Regions from separate parts of the Sus scrofa genome. Here region 1 is linked to region 2. A link is a contact called in public HiChIP or PLAC-seq data. All regions are on one chromosome and are shown on one strand. Each heading gives the region's core, a stretch centred on a gene start, on an enhancer-like site or on the middle of the called end of the contact. The rest is flanking DNA. Distances are from core to core; before and after follow the strand shown. Region 1 holds the start of C1QB (complement C1q B chain). Region 2 holds the start of ZBTB40 (zinc finger and BTB domain-containing protein 40).

Region 1 (3,296 bases), core at 203-2,702, 180 kb before region 2:
GGGGTGGGGTGGGGGTTGAGGGGAGCAGGGTCCTGACCAATGATGAGACTCAGACTCCTACCAGGGAGCGGGACGTGGGTGGGGCGATCTGGGTTCTGGCCCATGGCAGGGGCTATGAGTCTCACACTTGGGCAAAGACTTAAAACCCATCTGGTCTGACCACCCTCTGCCTTCACCATCCATGAGCCCCTACACCTCACACAGTCCCCGCATCACCAACACGTCCATCTCCTTCCAGCCCCACAGCCCCTTTCCCCCTGACTTGAAATCAGGCCAACTTGACCTTGGACTCCCCCTCTGCTGCTACTTGGCTGCATGACTTCAGGCAAGTGCCTTAACCTCTCTGAGCCTTTGGCGAAGTTAATTTTGACCGGACAGAGGATTCCAGGAGATGGAATCTGGAACCAGGTCCCTAGTGCAGTGCCTGATCCCATGGCCTCCTCCACCAGCATTACTGAGTTCTCAGTACTAGCTAATAACCCATCCCAACTTTGCCTGCGAGTCAAATCGCTTCCTTGAAAGAGTCACACTGAGCTTTCTCATTAGGTTACCAGGTAATAAGAGAAGGCAGGTGTTGGAGAAATGCTGGGCTGGGTGGAAGAGGACCTGCTTCTAACTTCATCTCTGCCGCTGCCGTATTTTTTTTTCTTTTTTTTTTAGGGCTGCACCCGCAGCATATGAAAGGTCCCAGGCTAGGGGTCGAATCAGAGCTACAGCTGCCGGCCTACACCACAGCCACAGCAATGCCGGATTTGAGCTGTGTCTGTGACCTACACCACAGTTCACAGCAATGCCAGATCCTTAACCCACTGAGCAGGGCCAGGGATCAAACCCACATCCCCATCCCCATGGTCAGGTTCGTAACCTGCTGAGCCACTGACACGTCTTGAACCAGTTGGTGAGCTAGGCACTATCTGAGTTGGTCTCCTTTAGGGCTCCCAGCACCCCTGAAAGATTTTGTTATCCTTGGAGAGGATCCAGGCTGAGAGAGGTTATGCGACTTAGCCCAGACCACCAGCGCCTGAGAGGCAGAAGCAGGGCTTAGCTCCAGTCTCGGTGACCCCAAAGCCTTTGTCCTGCTGGCTCCCATTTTAGGCTGACTCCTCCTCCATTACCTGGGGCTCCAGGTAGCAGCAGGCTCCCAAGATCACCTCCAGAGAGTCTGATACCTGAGGTCTGGGTTTGGGCCCAGGAATCCTCATGGTCAAACACCACAGGGGGCTCTGAGGCAGGGGATTCAGGGCCTGTCATTTGGGAATCACCACCCTCTGCCCTATTGGTCCTGCCAGCCTGTCCCTGTCCCAGTGCTGAGCCCCATCCTCACCTGGGAACCTGATGTCCTGGGATGTCGCTGGGCTCGGCAGCAGTGGGACCGGGAGCCAGGAGCCTGCTGCTCTCAGTCCAAAGCGGAAGTTCCATTCCCCAGACAAACGAGAAGGGCCTTCCCCTGACGGCCCCCTCCCACGGGCCCAGCAGGCCAGTCCCCTCCCGGTCACCCCATTTTGACACTCTTCTGCTGCCTTCAGGCAGTTTCAGGTCCCGTTTCTGCCATCTGGCAGGGTTTACTGTAAGTGAGGGGTGGGTGGCGGGCTGGGTTTCGCTGGCTCAGCAGCTGCGGGGAACAGCAGCTATGGCTGTTCTGGGAGAAGATCCACAACTGCCAAGGCCCCTGACCTCATGAGCTTCTGCAGGGAACAGGGGTGTTCCTCAAATGCAAACATGGTTCGCCTGGTGCCTGAGGGCTGGATTTCGGGTTCAAAACCTCAATTCATATTTTGGCTCTGCCACTTACCAGCCAAACCTCACCTTCTCAGCCACGGGAACCCAAGGGAGCCCCACTTTCCTCTGCTGTGCGCTGGGCCCATAATTACACTTGCTCTACAGAGCGTACAGGGCACTGGGGCACTCAGACCAGAGTGTGAGAAAGAGGACAGCAAACTGTAAAGTGCAGTGCACATATTGATTATTAATATCAGACCTTGTCCCAGGCCTCCCCTTCCCAGGCTCATCTCTTCTGCTTTCTTTCCATCTTGCACCCCTGCTCTTTCTCTGTTCTCAGAAAATAATGTAATAATGAAACATGCATTTTAAATGTGGTCATTATTTATTTATCCCCCTTCCTTGGCTTCCAGAGGGCCTGGAGCTGGTGACAGTAATAGGCTCAGGCAGAAACCTGTTGCTTGTTGATCCTTGGATCCCACCAAGGTAGGGCTGGAGAGGGGTTTGGAGGTCACCCAGCCCATGTGGCTCATTTGGTATATGGGGAAACTGAGGCCCAGAGGAGCAAGAGCCATCACTCAGCAAATATTCTTTGAGGTTCTATGTGCCCTGGAGGTAGAGCTGCCTGCAAATCAGCCCCAGGTCCTGCCCCCAGGGGGTGTCTCTGCTCCTGGAAGAGACTGGTGTTAAACATGGAATGATGGGCGTTCCCATCATGGCACAGTGGTTAAGGAATCTGACTAGGAACCATGAGGTTGCAGGTTCGATCCCTGGCCTTGCTCAGTGGGTTAAGGATCCATTGTTGCCGTGAACTGTGGTGTAGGTCGCAGATGTGGCTCAAATCCCGAGTTGCTGTGACTCTGGCATAGGCCGGTGGCTACAGCTCTGATTAGACCCCTAGCCTGGGAACCTCCATATGCCGTGGGAATGGCCCTAGAAAAGGCAAAAAGACAGAAAACAAAACACAAAACAAAACAAAAACATGGAATGATGCAAAAAGTTCCACTGCTTCTGTGATGAATGTCACAAAAAGTGGCTATGGGAGTCCACACCCCATGCAAGTGGCAGATGCAGCACTCAGAGTCAGGCAGCCCTGGCACCAGGAGGGCAGCCCTCTTCCTGAGGCTTCACCTGAGGCCACATGATGCCCTTCTCAGGGATGGTTCCCCGGTGAGTCCCTGGAGCCACCACAGGTCAGGGCCCTCTTGACATCCGTGCTTGGAGATAGAAAATCACCTGGCTTGTGGATGCTGCCTGATGGAAAGTATGTGTTTACTGCATGGGTGATAGAGAAAGAAGAGGATCATTTGATGAAACCCAAGGGTCTCTAGGCTCTGCCAGCTATAGACCCTCAATGATTTGGTGGCTGGTGACAATGGGAAAAGATGGGCTTGAACTTGGAGTGGAAGCAGCACGAGCCTAGGAACCAGAAGCAGCAGGACAGAGGGTCGGGGCATGGGCTTGGAATTAGCCCCTCCCAAGTCTGAACCCCAGGTCCACCTCTTTCTAGCTCTGTGGCCCCGGGCACGTTTATCGACTGCAGTTTCCGCATCTATGAATCGGGGTCATGGGCACCC
Region 2 (3,753 bases), core at 583-3,082:
ACTTAGGTCGCAGCATTGGTGTGAGGATTAAATGATAGGCCATGGAAATGAAGCACATAGGGCAGTCCTTGGCAATCACTCAATAAATATTAACTACTAATTATATTATTATGATGCTATGATAGCTCTATACGAAATTGTTTACCTGTCCAAGCCCCTATAAAATCTAAATCCCACGGAAGGGCAGAGATCATGTTGATTTTGTTCACCACTGTATTTCCAGAGATTTGAGTCATTGCAAGTATATCCGTAGGTGCTTGATGAATACTGAATTATTAACCAAATGCATGCAATGATTAACAAAATGCAAAATCATGGAGTGCTCTGAAAATATGTTAAACTAGTGATGAATGGTTAGATTTGGGAACAACTGCTATAAAAGAACAACCTCTAAATTAGACAGTGGGATATGGCAGAAGTTTGATGATTTAGCCAAGCAGAGAAAATTTTCATTTTGAGGTTGTAATTAAATCTCCACAATGCATACAAAGATTTGGATTCGATTCCAAAGAAGAACCAAAAGCCCCAGGTTGAGAGATCTGAAAGAAGTTCCCGCTATATGACGTGGGTCCCCAGGTAGCGGGCTCCCAGGGAAGAGCTCAACTTGCCAGACCTATAATCTAGTAAACAGCTTAAGTCTCTCTGAATCCGGCCTTCCTCCCCTTTAGCAAAATATACACATGGGCACTTACAAAGAGTTGCTGGTACAAAAAGGCCGCGTGTGAATGTAAACAAGCATCTGGCTTACTGTAGTCGCTGGTTGGATGGTATTATCGTTATTCAACGTGGAGAAACAATTCCACTTTGAATAATAAATCAGCAAGACTAGAAAAGATAAGGGAAGCCAACGTTTTGTCACCTAAAAAGCTCTGGGTTTATAGGGCAACTGTTAACTTGAGTTTGCCACACAGTGAGAAGGGACCAGAGGACAACACTGACCCAGGCTACTTGTGCCTATAGCTGGAGCCCCATATACAAGAAAGGCCAGATAAAACTATTTTCGGCTGTCTGGATCAAGGTGTCAAAGCCATTCGATACTGTTACAGCTCATCAACTTCGCTCTTGTAGCAGGAAAGCGGCCACAGGCAAAACATCAACAATGAACACGGCTGGGTTCCAAGAAAGCTTCATTTATGGACACCGGGATTTGATTTCAAGTAAATCACAAATTATGCGAAATATTCTCCCCAACCATTAAGAAAAAAAAAAAAGTAAAAACCTTCCTAGCTCCAAGCATACAAAAACGGGAGGGGAGTGAGGGGGGCAATTTTGGCTCAAGGCCATGATTTGCCAAGACCGGGCGCAGGGACTTGGCGGCGACGGAGAGGGGTGAGATTGCAAGAAACAGCTGCGAGGAAAGGCCTCTGAACGCGCCAAGTAGAAGGCGATGGAGGGGCGTGGGCAGGTCCCTGGCAGAGAGCAGGCCCCAAGCGGGAACTAGGCCCGGCCAAGCACCTCAGCCGGGACCCCGTGGCCTCTCCCCGAGAGAGCCTGCGCTCGGGGATGGGGCCGCCCCGGGGGTCCACGTCCCGGGACTGGGTAAGGCGGCTGGGACTCGGCAGAGTGCAGCGAAGTTTGCCTCGCGGAAGGGTCTCGGCGCGCCCCTCTTTCGGCATGCCTCTCAGGGCTCAGCAGCAAAAGGGGTCTCTGTGCTGAGACCCATCCCCGTTTCTATGGTTACCTGTTCAGCACCGATTCAAACTGCCGTTCTTTATTGACAGCGCCATAGAGGACACGAACACTCCTGCCCGAAGGGAACAATAAAGCTTTCTCCATTCAACAGCGCCAGATACGCCAGAAGGCGGCCATTTTGAGGCCGGCGCAGAACGGGTATAAACGGGGAGGGGACGGCCCGGCCTGCCCCGCGCGCAACGGTCACGTGCTGGGGGGCGGGTCCCCAGGGCGGGACCTACGTCACGCACTCGCTGTCCACCAATGCTAGGACTTTGGGGTAAGCTGGTTGCGAGCCCCTTCTCTGACCTTTGACCTTTAGCCACGCTTTACCCTCCCCACACTCTGTTCGAAAAGTTCTAGTAGATTTCCACCAATCCCTCGCCAGAAGAACTCTAAAGGTTAGATCTTATTTCAAACAGTGGCAGAGAATTAGGCACAAACGATTTCTTTCCGTTTTTCCAAAACAAGTTCACGTGCAAGGCGGAGACGCGACCCGAGCCGCGTCCCCAGACGCCTTCTTATTGGTGGAGAGGCTTGGCTCCGACGTAATTGGCTAAGAGATCGGTGCGAACCAATCGTGGCGTCTTGAAGGCATATTGATCCCGCCTCTCGTTCCTCGCAATTTTAGCATTTAGCACGTTGGGAGTGAAAACGTTCATAACTTTCCTTTTGCTGGGCATTCCTGTCACACACAATGAGGCACACAGTGAGTTCCACTTTGCAGCTCCTCTTGCCACCTTCACACAAACAGATGAAGTCATATCCAGAGAGTATGGGACAAATTAATTCACATCTGCGGGCCCACTGACCTCTCGGTGTCACTCTGTCACTGTCAAGCAGCCAGCTTTTCTATCACTCAGTTATGCCGCCCAAATCCAGTTGTGTCAGTACGAGACCGAGTTCCCTCTTTGGTTACATCCCCAGTGTGTCAGTATTCATTCGTTCTGAAAGATGTTCCTTGTCGGACTGACTTCTATCACCATTTTAATCACAAATTCAATCTACTGGGCAAACTACCATTTGCATTGTCACTGACATCCATTTCATCATTCTTTACTGTCACCGTCCAGTATGGGACCCCTTTCCGTGACCGACAAACTTCAAACAGTTCTGTACAATATAGCAATTGTAATGTGTGCCCAGCTGTCACTCTTTCAGTTGCTTTCACCATCATTGTCACTCAGCTACTGCCACTGCCACATAGTCAAGCCCCTATTGGTAGGCCCCTATTGGTACACAGCTGTCCTTATTACTGCCCAATTAGTCACTTTCACTATTGTACTCACATGTCACTGTCACATTCAGAGTCCGATTTGCTGTAAGGGATAGTCATTTTTGTAGTCACTAGAGTTACACCCATAGCTATTGTGTCCTCCAATCACTCATTTCTGCCATCTCTGCGTTCTCCTTTAGTGGGAGCCCTCCACACAGGGTTGCCAGAATTAACAAACAGACACATAGAATGGTGCTTGGTAGGTGTATAGTAGGTGCTCAAGAAATATTTGTCCAATCAGCGGATTTTAAAAGAGCACTATTATTGCTAATGTACTATATGTGATTGCGGACAGCTTGAGACTTATCATTCTCAAACAGCAGAAATAAGTGCAGACACAATCTCTCCTCCTTCTTTTTTTTTTTTTTTTTTTTTTTGGTCTTTTTGTCTTTTTGCTTTTTATAGGGCTACTTCCCACGCATATGGAGGTTCCCAGGCTAGGGGTCTAATCAGAGCTGTAGCTGCCCGCCTACGCCAGAGCCACAGCAACACGGAATCTGAGCCGCATCTGCGACCTACACCACTGCTCATGGCAAAGCAGGATCCTTTACCCACTGAGCAAGGCCATGGCTTGAATCCGCAACGTCATGGTTCCTAGTGGGATTCGTTAACCACTGAGCCACGATGGGAACTCCTCTCCTCCTTCTTTAAGGTAATGAGACACTGCATCCTATTGGTACAAGAAGGAGAAAGCAGGGAAAATGTGGCTACACTGAATTCCTGGGATTATGGTTGTAAAGGATTGGGAGTTACCTGGTTGCTAATCAGGTTAAGGGTCTGATGTTATCACTGCTGTGGCGTGGGTT

What was found. HiChIP or PLAC-seq counts read pairs in DNA pulled down with a chosen protein or histone mark.
Region 1: a contact with region 2 is called in an H3K27ac HiChIP or PLAC-seq map of alveolar macrophages. The contact joins the promoter of C1QB here to the promoter of ZBTB40 in region 2. A contact is called at or near these places in 1 of 47 Hi-C or Micro-C datasets (fibroblasts) and 1 of 2 datasets of contacts at active chromatin or transcription factors (alveolar macrophages).

Annotation. Positions count from the first base shown.
Region 1 is chr6:80,599,836-80,603,131 of Sscrofa11.1, reverse strand. It overlaps C1QB (complement C1q B chain), which reads right to left and starts at 1,452. Exons shown (of 3, transcript NM_001244283.1): 1 at 1,325-1,452.
Region 2 is chr6:80,417,910-80,421,662 of Sscrofa11.1, reverse strand. It overlaps ZBTB40 (zinc finger and BTB domain-containing protein 40), which reads right to left and starts at 1,832. Exons shown (of 20, transcript XM_021095498.1): 1 at 1,682-1,832. It overlaps LOC102165262 (a long non-coding RNA gene), which reads left to right and starts at 1,882. Exons shown (of 5, transcript XR_002344935.1): 1 at 1,882-1,951.